Regions from separate parts of the Mus musculus genome. Here regions 1 and 2 are each linked to region 3. Evidence: chromatin contacts called from public promoter capture Hi-C data. All regions are on one chromosome and are shown on one strand. Each heading gives the region's core, a stretch centred on a gene start, on an enhancer-like site or on the middle of the called end of the contact. The rest is flanking DNA. Distances are from core to core; before and after follow the strand shown.

The links. Promoter capture Hi-C pulls out the DNA fragments that hold promoters and counts their contacts.
Region 1: a promoter capture Hi-C map of hippocampal neurons shows a contact between it and region 3, with 2.1 times the contacts expected there. The contact joins the promoter of Slc2a13 here to the promoter of Kif21a in region 3. A contact is called at or near these places in 3 of 39 promoter capture datasets (the 3T3-L1 cell line, embryonic stem cells and hippocampal neurons), 2 of 484 Hi-C or Micro-C datasets (embryonic fibroblasts and embryonic stem cells) and 3 of 115 datasets of contacts at active chromatin or transcription factors (PVALB interneurons, epiblast stem cells and forebrain).
Region 2: a promoter capture Hi-C map of hippocampal neurons shows a contact between it and region 3, with 2.0 times the contacts expected there. The contact joins the enhancer-like site here to the promoter of Kif21a in region 3. A contact is called at or near these places in 8 of 39 promoter capture datasets (the 3T3-L1 cell line, the C10 cell line, cranial neural crest and 4 more), 3 of 484 Hi-C or Micro-C datasets (cerebral cortex and cortical neurons) and 7 of 115 datasets of contacts at active chromatin or transcription factors (craniofacial prominence, embryonic forebrain, embryonic hindbrain and 3 more).

Annotation. Positions count from the first base shown.
Region 1 is chr15:91,570,957-91,575,233 of GRCm38.p6, reverse strand. Slc2a13 (solute carrier family 2 (facilitated glucose transporter), member 13) reads left to right here and starts at 1,973. Exons shown (of 10, transcript NM_001033633.3): 1 at 1,973-2,659. The coding sequence starts at 2,137.
Region 2 is chr15:90,241,679-90,246,169 of GRCm38.p6, reverse strand. No RefSeq gene overlaps it. Among named protein-coding and RNA genes, the nearest start is that of Mir7648, 20 kb to the right of the region's middle. Within about 2 kb of position 1,894, at least 5 of the 459 cell types and tissues checked have an H3K27ac peak or open chromatin away from gene starts, as enhancers often do. A contact at or near this core is called in hippocampal neurons, where this site is marked.
Region 3 is chr15:91,048,413-91,052,876 of GRCm38.p6, reverse strand. It overlaps Kif21a (kinesin family member 21A), which reads left to right and starts at 2,926. Exons shown (of 37, transcript NM_001109040.2): 1 at 2,926-3,218. The coding sequence starts at 3,175. Gm52215 reads right to left here. Exons shown (of 2, transcript XM_030248879.1): 2 at 2,976-3,932. The coding sequence starts at 3,665. The coding sequence ends at 3,000. Gm36710 (a long non-coding RNA gene) reads left to right here and starts at 1,824. Exons shown (of 2, transcript XR_384343.1): 1 at 1,824-1,879; 2 at 1,973-2,154.

The DNA of each region.
Region 1 (4,277 bases), core at 724-3,223, 520 kb before region 3:
ATGAACTATAATTTAAAAGTGATTTTTCGAACTCTAGTCAATGAGCACTTGCTGAGGCTTTGTAAGTAAGACAAAGTGGTTCATATAGTAATCTGGCGATTTCAAACATTTTGTGAAACGCTGTTGGAGGTGTACTCTGCTTTGTCTCAGCCCTCGGACTTTCAATTTCGCCATGAAGTTAAATGAGAAGAAGCTACAAGGAACTCCATGTTAGTAGAATGTTGTGGTGTGCCTAACTGAACTTGGCTCCTCCCAAGAACCCGGAAGAGCGGTTGTGTTACCAAGGTCACATTTCCTTAGCGGTTATGTTACCAATGTCACATTTCCTTCCGAGGTCATCTTAAACTCATGGATATAAATTACGAGGTGTAGACGATTTTAAGGAGTAGTTGGTTCCGTGTTCTGGAACCCCAAAGTTGAATTTGGAGCTCCTAGTGAGTAGAAGTCACGGTGTTCAATAGGTCAGCTGGATTTGAAGTTCAGCTTGTTTCAACTCAACAAGAGTTCTCTGCAGAATCTACGTGAACAAGCTGACCACCAGGGGGTGCAGTTTTGCTGCTATGGGCTTGGGAAAGACTCAAGCCTGAATCTTCTGAAGTCTAAGTTATTGTTTCATTATTTGAGAGATAAGTCTGTGTTTAATTTCTCCTTGGGAAGACGGCAAAACCTTGCTTTAAAGTTACACGATACATTTAAAGTTATTCCTCTGAGATAACCGCCCCCCCCCCACATTTGGAGAAATGTGGTTGGAAAGTGAGATATTTTGGTGACTAAAAATCAAGGTGAAAGGGACGTTGGGAAAGTCTAATAACTTCATAGTGTAATAGGATGACAGAAACAATTTCTCTGAAGGAAACAAGCTTAAACTGCATGAATAGGGTTCGTGCTAAGAAACATTTGTTCAAATAAGGGAAGTAAATGAAGACAGGAATTGTTCACGGAAACCATGGGTTTTAAATTTCTTTTTCATTTAAATCTGGTGTCCTACGCCTGAAGAATGAGACTGCAGCAGAAAGACACTTGATTAGTCTCTATCTCCGGAAATGAAACAACATAAAATAATTTACAGAATATTTAAATCAACGGGAGGTTTCCAAACCAGCCAACAACTGGCAATTAGCAATTAAAACAACCATCCTCAAACCATTTGAAATTACTTTGTTTCAGGCAAATGGGGCATCTAAAATCGCTTCTTCAAATCAATGGGGCAGCAGCAGGAATTGTCAGGGAGAAGGTATCTTTTTAGGCTCGCATGCTGGGCAAGAAAGGTGGTAATTGCCAATCACACAACAGATCACATTCTTGAGTTTCCTTGTTCCACTTGGAATCAGCTAGTTATGTGAGAAGGTGATGTATATACGCACAGCTAAAGTTGCTTTACCTCTGGGAATCCACAGGAAGCCTTCTCGTGAGAGAAGAGTTGCTGTCTGTCTGTCTGTCTGTCTCTTGTCTCTCTGTCTGTCTGTCTCTGTCTCTGTCTCTGTCTCTCTTTCTCCCCTCAGAAAGTCAAGATGCAAATGCATTTTAGAAGGGCGGAATTTAAAGACGGAGTAGCAGGGAGAAAGGAAACTAGAGACACCAGTGACCATGGTCCCAAATTGCTCCAAAACAAACTAATTGCATGAGAGCCAAGGGACACGGACACTCACTGCAAAAGGACAGAAGTAGGTGAGTGTCAGGCAGTCTCAGCCACCTCGGATTGCAAGCAGGAGGGCAGAAGGAGTCTTTCACCTGATCCTTAGCCTGCTGTGAGCTTGAGTGCTCTGGATAGCAAGCAGCTCATCTGCAGCCAGAAGGCAAGCTTCCCTGTGTCCTGGTACCCTGACTCCAAAGAGCTCTTGTCTCCAGGGGACCTCCGCTTAACCCCGCCCACAGAGGGAGGTGGCAGCGTCCAGGGGGAGGAGTTCTTCTCTGTCTCCGCCCACCAGGGGGAGGTGGGTCCCATTCGCCCCTCCCCTCCAAGCGGGCAAGTGACGCACGACCCCGCCCCCGGCCGCTCCGTAGCGCCAGCTTAGCAGAGGCTGCGAGGCGGGTGGCTCGGGTGGCAGAAGAGCAGCGGCTCAGCAGCTGGCAGAGAGTGCGCGGCGCCCCACACGCAACTTCCCCGCAGCCGCCTCGGCGGCGTCCGCCTGTCCCATGTCCCGCAAGGCGAGCGAGGACGTGGAGTACACGCTGCGCAGCCTGAGCAGCCTGATGGGCGAGAGGCGCCGCCGGCAGCCGGAGCCGGGGGCGCCAGGCGGGGAGCGCAGCCTCCTGGCCGCCGAGTCGGCCGCCAGCCTGCAGGGCGCGGAGCTGGAGCGCGCGGCGCGCAGGCAGTTCCAGCGCGACGAGACCCCGGCCTTCGTGTACGCGGCCGCCGCCTTCTCGGCGCTCGGCGGCTTCCTGTTCGGCTACGACACCGGCGTGGTGTCGGGGGCCATGCTGCTGCTGCGGCGCCAGATGCGCCTGGGCGCGATGTGGCAGGAGCTGCTGGTGTCGGGCGCGGTGGGCGCGGCCGCCGTCGCGGCGCTGGCCGGAGGGGCCCTGAACGGCGCCCTCGGTCGGCGCAGCGCCATCCTGCTGGCCAGCGCCCTGTGCACCGTGGGCTCCGCCGTGCTGGCCGCCGCCGCCAACAAGGAGACGCTGCTGGCCGGCCGCCTGGTCGTGGGGCTCGGCATCGGTGAGTGGCCGCGCCCGCGAGCCCCACTGACCCCCTTGCTCTCCCCTGCTCCGCGGTCCTTTGGGGGCTCGGTGGCACGAGCGCCCTGGTGGCTGTGGAGGATGCGTTCCCTTCTCCCGGATTCCCACGTGGAATCTGCGGTCGCCCGCGGGTCAGTCAGCGCCGGACAGTCTGGAGCAATTCAAGATACCCCAGCTTTCCCCGATCCGGCCTAACCTGAGGCCGCTTGTTGAGTTTAGGAGGGTCTCCACATCCCTGCCATCCCTGAGAGTGATTTCCCCACTGCCAGTTCTCCTTTAGGATGCTAAGCCCACCGAGCTTTAAACGAACTGCGAACTGCAATAATTAGTAGAGTCAAGGAGTTTTGAACTCCAAAATCCCTGCTCCGTTCCAGTTCCATCTTCTCTGCAGTGGATCATTTTTAAATAGAACACTATTTTCTCTCCTTGCTTTGTGCTCTGTGGTTGACTTTCAACCTTTCCACCTTTCTAGATGAAATCTGTCTCCCTTTCCCACCCGACTTAGAACTTTTACTTTGGGCCAACATTCACCATTCTTGTTTTGCCTTCTCTGCCTTTTCCATATGGGAACCAAATTATCCATTAAAGGTCACGTTCATTTCCTAGATTCAGTTAGGAGCCACTCCTGTGGATAAATGCCCAGCAAGATAGACACTTGCAATTTACTTTAGAAATGAAGAGATGTAGGTTCTCTGGGCATTGATTTTTTTTTTTTTTTTTTTTTTTTTTTGTCACCCTGTTTGCTGAGCGGGGGAGGCACTCTTGGTGTGCTCTTGGCAGAGGGAAGCTGTTTGGGATGTGCCCAGTGTTATTAGAAAGCACCTTTAAAGGGAGAATGGGAAGTTGTGACTTAAATCTCACTGGTAGTTTTCCAAGGCTATAAAATGTTTCCTTTTATAATTCAGTTTCCTTTAGGGTAAAGCGTTGCTTCCCCATGGGAGGGCTAGATGGATTCCCGGAGCTGTCCCTGAGCTGACCACTCTTCACCCTTCTGGATAGGTTTGTAAGGGGAAGCACACTCATTCATTCAACTCTGCCTCTAGGAGCCACGAGCCTAAAACCCCAGCTCACTGTACCCGTATCCCCTGATCACCGACTCTGCTTCTATGGGTAATTACTGAAGCATGGCAAGGCTCTCTGTGAAATGTGGATTTGGCAAAGGAAGGTCCAAATGACCACCAAAGAGACAAAAATCCATGGAAATCCCCTCTCTGTGTAAAAATGCCCTGTGCCTGTAGGATCCTTCGACAAATAACCTGCCTAGGACTCTAATCAGCATCATCTGCCTGGGATACAGATCCTCTCTTATGCCTCTACCTTCTTTTCTCCCCCTTGGCAGAGAAATCACACTTCAGTTGTCAGAGACTCATTATTAATTCCCAGACTTATATCTGGAGATTGATGTTTTGCAGAGGTGTCTTAATGAAACTCCTGAGTATCAGATGAAAAATTGAAGCATTTTGTTGATTCTTGCCTGACAGCCTGGGGGCCCTGTCATGTCAGGGTCCTTCCGGATGTATGATACAGAATTGAAAGGAGAGCATCCTCTAGAGTTGGCTTCGCAAATGGGTCTAAAGGCAGCTAGAACTGGCTCTCAC
Region 2 (4,491 bases), core at 645-3,144, 810 kb after region 3:
TCACAAATCTCATAAAGTCTCAGTTGAAATCTCTAGTTTTTCTGTTTATATTTAATTTCCAGGATGCAGAACAAGGAATATGAAGATGAACTGTATGGCACAAAAGTAAATACACAAAAATAAAGACAAGCAAACAAAAATATTTTTGCATCGTGGCAGGTTTTGATTGTATCAACCAAACTAAGATATCATTATATTTTGTGTAAGTTTTTATGCCATAAGTATAAGGATAAATTTTGATTAATGTCTCCCTTAGTTCACAAAGCATGAAACAAATAAAAACTGACCAAGAACAACATAGTAAGAGTGAAATGATAGAGGCTCCCGGCCGGGTGCTGTGTAATAGAATTAGACGCTGGATTCTGAGGCAGCGAAGTTGAATGATGGTTTCAGCTTGGCTGTTACACGGGAGTCATGACATTCGCAGTCTCCTCCGTCCCTCAAGCTTTCATGAATCCATACGATAAAAGAAGTGAAAAGATTCTGAAAAATCTAAGACTTGACACAAGGGCATGGCATTAACTCGTGAGACGCCTTAGCATCGTGGGATGGTTCACAGCCGTGATTGACAGGAGGAGATTGTAGGCGTATCAGGCAGACATGCTGCTTTTGGCTGTCAAACACTCAAACTAAAGTGAAGTATTGTGATGCTTGCTAGCTACGGCCTGGATGCCTGGCTGCTTCAGCTGCTTAGATGGAACTGAAACAGGAGTGCTCAGCACATCAGACTCTTAGACCACCTTCTTGTTAGATGATCCATAACAAATTTTACTTCTGTTGGCATCTGAAAGGCTCTAGGAGCGCCAGCCTCCTGCACAGGCTCCTCCTTTGAGCAATTAGCCGTTTCATAGACCACATACAGGGTCTTTACTCTTCAAGGAAAAAAAGATAACACCCTCAGGTATTGCTTATGAATGTTTACATTGTTGGCTCAAATTCCAATTTACTAGGGCTAGAAAGTGACACAGCAAACAGACGCTTTTACCCTGGGCCCTAAGAGTTTCTCCGCTACCACCCCAACAAGCTTCTAAAAGGCATCTTGGCAAGTCGGCATGTAGTGGGAATAAACAGAGGGTTAAGTGGCAGGGAGGTTGAATACTGGGTACTTTTACAATGCATTCATTCATTCATTCATTCATTCAATCATTCATTCATTGTATAGGCAATAAGTCACACGATCATTCACAGAATGACACTTATTAAAATATCTGCACCATGTCCCCTGCCCCGCTTTGCAGTCATTCTTGCTACTCCAACTACTCCACTGCAACCCACATCCATCCATGTTTCTTTACATGTTGCAAAAATAGTTGTGTGGTTTGGGGTTGTGTGTGTGTGTGTCTGTCTGTGTATGCATGTGTGTGTATGCAGGCATGCATGCATGTATGTTGTTTAGTTTGCTTTCTCAAATATGGCTTTGCTGTAAGAGCAGTTTGTAGTGTTGGAGACACAGTTATTTGCAATAAGCATAAGTAGCTGGGTCTGATTCATTCACAAGGTTATTGCTCTTCTGAGGAGGAAATTAAATCCCGCCTAGCAATTTTAATTTTAAAGTAAATTGTGGTGTGGTGCCACAGTCCTGACCCTGAACAATAATCTCATTTCATAGTCTTGGAACATTCTGGAGCATCTGGTGTCCTTACTAGTTCCCAAAAGCCATATCATAAAAGTGCTTAAAAAAAAAAAAAACCAAACAAACAACTTCTTGAATTCTATTAAATTTCTGGAGGAACTTGTCTCCTTTGCTTTGGTTTCTTCTTTGTTTTTAATTAAAAACGAGAGGAAAGAACAAGTAGCCAAGATTTTAAAATTAAATGGTAAGCATGAGCAGAAGTTACGTAGGCCTAACTTCCGTCTACCCACGGACTGAGACAGGCAGCGCTGAGCCCCCTTCTGTTCCTGTGGAGCATGTGAGTCCTGGAGATACAGTGACTAAGATCAGGTTCCTATGCTTTCATGTCTATATTTCAGTTTCTGGCACATTCCATTGTACCAGCCAGGGTTTTCTATCCTCTACAACTTCCCCACTCCTATGCATTTGCCCTTTAACCTTCCTCAGAATCACAGCCATCTTTGTTGTGCAAGTGTCCAGTGCCACCAACACTTCCTTAAACTAGTTCTAAGCCTTGCTCTTTATATAATAAAACTGCAGATCCTGCATTACCCAACCCCTTTGCTTCTTAGCAAAAACATATAAGAGATTAAAAATACAGTGCAATATTCTAAAGACTATGAAAGCCTTAACAAAATAACATATGGCATCAGTTATCTTTCAAGTCAGCAAAATTTAGTACTCAGTATTTGCAGATTCTTGCTGATGCCACAGACTCCAGGCACAAGGATGTCTATGACCAGCCCCAAATACAGCCTCTCCTTAAGTTAACACAGGTTTTTCTTTACAAAATCACTCACGTATTTATAGAACATGGGTAGATATGCATGTTTTTTTTTTTACTTCATCATTGTTCTATGATCAGGCTAATTAATAAGAAGAATAAGTCAGAAACACCACAAAAGAAAACAATTGGCAATAGTCTATCAACACAAGAATGAGCTAAGATTTTTGGAATCACCAAAGGTCAGAGAAAGTAATAAAATAACTCGGGGCATTATAAACCAGTGACATGTCAAATTCTGCTTCATTTTGGAAATCAATAAAAGATGTCAACAGTGCTTTTCCCTTCATAGTCAAAAGAGGAAAAAATAGTAGGCTTTGTGTACTTGTCAGATAATAAACTCTGAAGGCAACTCCCTGCCAACCACGAGGTCTACATATGAATTAGATTCTTCCAGGTAATTGCTTACAAAAATATAGCCTATGGTTAGAATCAATAAACAACCTATTAGCAAAACCACTATCAATTCCTTGAAAGAAAATAGATCAATACCATCAAATTCTATATTCTTATCCTTGAACATAAATCATATAATTATACTGTAGACACACAGAACATCTACACAATGCATTAATAAACAATAGAGGGGCCTAGCAAACACAGAAGTGGATGCTCACAGTCAGCTATTGAATGGATCACAGGGCCCCCAATGGAGGAGCTAGAGAAAGTACCCAAGGAACTAAAGGGAACTGCAACCCTATAGGTAGAACAACAATATGAACTAACCAGTACCCCGGAGCTCTTGTATCTAGCTGCATATGTATCAAAAGATGGCCTAGTCGGCCATCACTGGAAAGAGAGGCCCATTGGACTTGCAAACTTTATATGCCCCAGTACAGGGGAACGCCAGGGCCAAAAAGGGGGCGTGGGTGGGTAGGGGAGTGGGGGGGTGGGTATGGGGGACTTTTGGGATAGCATTGGAAATGTAAATGAGGAAAATACCTAATAAAAAATAAACAATAGAAACGTTGTGTGTAAATCTTAGAGAAAGAAAATTAATAAGCAGTACCATTCAGAAGATTTCCTATGGTTGAGGTGGGCATATCTCTCTCTCCCTTTGTAATTCTTTACTGATTGTCATGGTTTGTTTATTCTTGGACCAGGAAGTGGCACCATTTGGAGGTGTGGCCTTGTTGGAATAGGTGTGACCTGGTTGGAATAGGTGTGTCCCTATGGGTGTGGGCTTAAGACCCTCATCCTAGTTGCCTGGAAGTCAGTCTTCCACCAGCAGCTTTTGGAACAAGATGTAGAACTCTCAGCTCTGCCTGCACCATGCCTGCCTGGATACTGCCATGCTCCCACCTTGATAATAATGGACTGAACCTCTGAACCTGTAAGCCAGCCCCAATTAAATGTTGTTGTTTTTTTTATAAGACTTGCCTTGGTCATGGTGTCTGTTCACAGCAGTAAATCCCTAACTAAGACACCGATACTCTGAATTTGAGCTTTAGATCCCACAGAACAGCAGAATAATATTCTGTGGTGATGATTGGCACCTTGCCCTAGGGCTAAGGAAATGACGTAGTACAGGTTCTGGTTCTATTATTTATTAAAATGGGCTGTTTTTATAAAAGTGTTTTTGTAAAACATAGTGAGAATTGCAGGAGGTGCTGTGTTCCAACTCAGCCTTGTCTTTGGGGCTCTTGTCTACTGGAATACTGTTCCCTCCTGCTTACTCTAATAAGTGAGTTCCAATCTTAATATTCAAGTTTCCACACTCCCAAGAGACTCCCTTTCCTCTCTCTCAGGTCCCTTCTAAACCCAGACCTTTTTTAAAAGAAAACATCACTTAAATTTATTTTCTTCATTGCACTTACTACCCTCTGAATAAACCTTTTTCCCTCAATTACTCTCTTCTTCTTTACAAGAGAGACTGTTAACTGCCTGGACCTGGGAATTTATCTCACCTCCTTTAGTTCAGGGTTGTACATCCTTTCCCAAAATAGAAATATATTGAATGCATGGGTGATCATTTCCTTATTAAATAAATGTTATTTAATTAATGATTCTTCTCTTTTCTTGAGGAAACCACCAACTGTTAACACACTCGATATCAAGGGATCGAAAAACCCATGTGAGAAATCAGAGCATTTTT
Region 3 (4,464 bases), core at 1,677-4,176:
GAGACATCATTGTCATCTCGTGGAACGGGCAGTTTAGAATCATTTGAAGTTATAGTCACAGGTGGAGCATAGCCCAATCCTTGAAAAACAGATTTAGTCGTAAACAGGAATGAGCCTGGTCTGTCTTTACTAGAAGATAGACTTCAAGCCCAAGATGGAGGCCGGCTGGTTCACCACAAGCTTGAGTTAGCAGAATGGAGATGTACTAAGAAGTGAAAGACCTCCGTAGTAGAGCAGGCACTGTGTACCAAGCCCTGGGTTTGTTCTCTGGGATGGAACTCCCCAGCCCCAAGTTGACAACACAATTTCTGAGTCACTCTTCCACAGTGTTCCTACTGTTCACGTAAGAGTGAATGAAATACGTGTCCGTGTATGAATTTATAAATAGAAATTGTATAGTTTATATGACTTCACGTGCCTCAAGTGCCATTGTGTTCCCATTTGAGCTGGCATTGCATGATATGAAGACGAAGAGTAAAATTCATGGAAATACTCCAAAAATTTTACTGTGTGGAGAAAGAACTATGTTTCTTTACAAATGAAACATGGTAACTAAAAAGATCTTAGAAGGGGAAGACCTCACATTTTTATCCATTCAATAGCACTTTATTCACATCCCTAACACACTTGTCATTTATAGATTACGGTTTTACATTAGTAGTGCAAATCTGTAAATTGGCCCTCGCTGAGTGGTGCTACTTAGCTGTGCGTGGTCAGGAAAGCCTCTTTGGGGAAACGGCACTTAAGCTGATATTGAGATGTTCAAAAAAACCGAGGCCATGAAAAGACTTGGGAAACAGCATTCCAGGTAAAGGGAATAGCTACTCTAAAGACCCCCAGAAAGCAAACAAATATATGGTATTTCAGAACCAGAAGACCCCATCCCCAAAAAGCAGTAGTTAAGGAGCAGAGTCACTAAAGATGAGTCCGGAGTGTGAAGGGCCTAAGTCTAGAAGAATTTAGGCTCTTTGTGGTAGGTCACCATTGGAAAGTTTCAGGTCACGGAATGAGAGGAATGGCTGTTAGCATGGAGGTAAGAGGGGACTCTGGGAGCCCACCCTGGGCTTTTGTAACCGTAGAATTTACCCTTCTCTGTAGCAATTGTTATAGGCCTATTGGAATTTCTAATGTACTTGCAGACTTTCAAATCCCAGAACTAAATAGCTAATCCTTTGTATTCGTGGCATTGGTTTATTCTCTGTATCACTGGTGTCTAGCACTGTTTGCACCCTGCAGCCATTTCCTAAGCATTCAGTAAATAAATGTTCTCAACAGGATCTAAACCCTTGCATGGTAAAAGCTCCGACTTTGGGATTTTCTTTTTTAATGTAAGGTTATTAATTAGAGGAGTTACAGGGAAATATTACTTATAAAGAAATCTCAAAAAATATTATTCAAAATTAAGCATTGATTTTAGAACATTCAGCATTTAGAATTTGAAGTTATGCATGGCCTTTGCCTGAATATGAACCCAAAGCCCTAGCTATTATTGATGCTATTTGGCCAGACGTTTCAATCTGGTGGCTTGAGACTAGAGATGGTCAGACACAGTTTGAGGTTGTTTTTGCATGGTGTGTAAATATTATGCAGAATTAGTTGTTAATCTTTAAAACTAAGGCGTTTTTCACATAAGGATTTGATTTTTCTTTTTCACTTGAGGAACAACAAACATACAACCAAACCAAAAATGTGGCCACACAGGATCTGGGTGCCAGTAGATCTAGTCCAGGCAGAATGGGGACAGCTACTTCCTTAGGAAGGGGCCCGCCTTCTCGGTTTTATTTTATATATTCTCGACTTTGCTTCCTCCACTTCCTTAAGCTACCTGCCCAGTTCTTGAAGCACATGATTTGTGACAGCTCTTTTTTGAGACACATAGGTACTGTTGCTATCTAAAGTGAAGACTTTGAGAAGGTAATATATGTTGCTTTGTTGCTGTAGGTTGATCTCTTGTTCTTGTCCTTTATCGCAGAAACGAGGTGGTCAGACCAGATCCATCCACGCCTGGACCTGTCAAGTTAGGACAAAATGTGGCTCCATTATGTTGGTGGAGAAATATCGAGGCTAGGGAAGGCTCTCCAGGGAGAGGCCGGAGGACAGCTTTGTTACCAGTTTGTCACACAAAGGGACATTATAAAGTTTTTTTTTACCTTCCACCTATGTTGTCTGTAACGATTTAAAGGTAAGAAACAAAGTACATAGGACTGCCTCTAAGAATAAATACCATAGGCCATCTACCCATGGGTATACAAGGTTCAAACTTCTTTCTGAACCCAATATACACTGTGTTCTAGGACACTCTCTGAGCAGGGCGATCAGGTGTGTGATTTTAGTTTTTATCTGCTTGGGCCAGTGCTTTTATTTAGATAGCGACATTTAATCTATTATACTGTTTTGTATGAACCCACATGTTTATTTACTGAAATGTACGGAACAGTCCACAAAAGATACTCTGTGGCAAAGCTAACAAAGGCTGTTTCCACAGAGCTATCTAAAGGCATGTGGAAGGACAATGATGACGTGCAGAACACACAATGGGACACTGTTGACAGAATCTCGGGATCCCGGAGGAGCTTTTGAAAGGCCAGCAGGGAAAGAAAATCCGTTTGCAAGGATTTACCACGCTGCACGCCTCCATGGAAAGCAGTTGTGGAAATGCTTGGCAGTACCAGGGCCCGGAGCACTTTGCATGTGCATAGGACCGAACAGTAATGCACTGAAGAGGCAGAGGGGTGGAAAATCGTTCCACGTCCCAAGAGATCGGGCAGAGGACAGGGCCAGGTTTGGGAAAGGGGTCAAGGTCCGTGCCACAGAGGGGGCAGGTGGCTGCGGGGACGCGCCTCCGGTGGATGGGAGGGGGAGGGGGGGTCGGCTCGCCTCCGCGCGGTGCCGCGCCCGCCTGGCCGTGCCGCCGGGGCGGGGCGCACCGGACCGGCCACGGCTGACGCAGGGCAGCGCGGAGCCTGGCGAGTGGGGGCAAGGGGCGGCGCCGCCCTGAGTCACCGCCCCCTCCCGCGCCTCCGCGCCGCCACCTTTCCATTCAGTCGCCCAACATGGCTGGAGCACGGCGCTGAGCCCTCGCCACCGTCACCGTCACCGCCGCCGCCGCCGTCACCACCGCCGCCGCCTGCCCGGAGCGCTCGGCACGGAGCTGAGCCCCGGGCGGCCGCAGGCATGTTGGGCGCTGCGGACGAGAGCTCGGTGCGCGTGGCTGTCAGGTGAGCTGCGGGTGGACAGGAAGGAAAGCTGAAGCCAGCAAGCGGACGAGCGGGCGGGCGGACTCTCCTGCTGCCCGCTCCGGGGCCGGTGCGTCGCATCGCTGCTTCTCGGGGGAACAGCAGTGGCTGCCCCGCACCCCCACACCCCGGAGGATCGGGCGCCGCTCGCTGCACGCACGGACGCCTCGCGTTTGGCCTCCGGGTGAGCGTCGCCCGGTGTCCCCGGGAGTCGCCGCTGCCGCCCTGCAGGTGGGCCCGAGGTGTCTGTCCCCACCCCCCACTCCCTCCTCTCCAGCCCAGCCCCTGCCGCGCCGGCTGGGTTCGGAGCCGCAGACAAAGCGTCGCGGTGACAAGCGCGCCGCCCGCGCCCACTCGGGTCCCCGCGATGGCGTGCGTCGCGACACCTGGCCTCGCAGGTGTGCTGGTAGGGAGTGTGTTGCGGGACATAGGCACCCGCGGGAGGTCTGGAGAAGGCAGGCAACGTCAGCCAGCCGGAGGGTTAGATGGGCGACTGGGAGAAACAACCTGAGGTTAGTTAAGCACCTTGGATGTTGACAGTGACATCACATACGCCTGGGGTTGAGTTTTGAAATGCTGGCTGTGTCACCTTGTTGTGGTTAGTGACGGTGACATGGACATTCGGTGTAGTTTGGCTGTTTTGATGCATCGCAAGAACTCCGACAGTTGCTCTTGGAAAACTGCAGCATCATCACACTGAAAAATTAATGAAGCATTCCTCTTAGACCAAGTGCATGGCTTCCATTGCTCTGATAGTATACTGTTAACTCAGTTACAATATAAAGATTATAAAGAGAGCCTGTCTTCAGAGAAAGCCAGAATTCGTAAACATCTGTCAGCGCCTTAGTCGAAAAATTGAAAGTTACATAATGTAAGCGTTCCTATGGTTATTTTAGTGACAAATCTTGATTAAGCCCAGAAGTGGCAGTTTTGCATGTCCTGGGTCTTTAATTGTCTTAAAGCTGGGCAGTGGTGGCACATGCCCTAATCCCAGCACTTGGGAGGCAGTGGCAGGCGGATTTCTGAGTTCAAGACCAGTCTGGTCTACAGAGTGAGTTCCAGGACAGCCAGGGCTACACAGAGAAACCCTGTCTCGAAAAACAAAACAAAACAAAACAAAACAAAACAAAAAAAGAATAAAAAGAAATGGGAAGGTATTTTGATTCCTTTATTCTGCAGATAATGGAATTACCATAGAATGGAGGTGACGGTTTTATTAGGTCTGGCC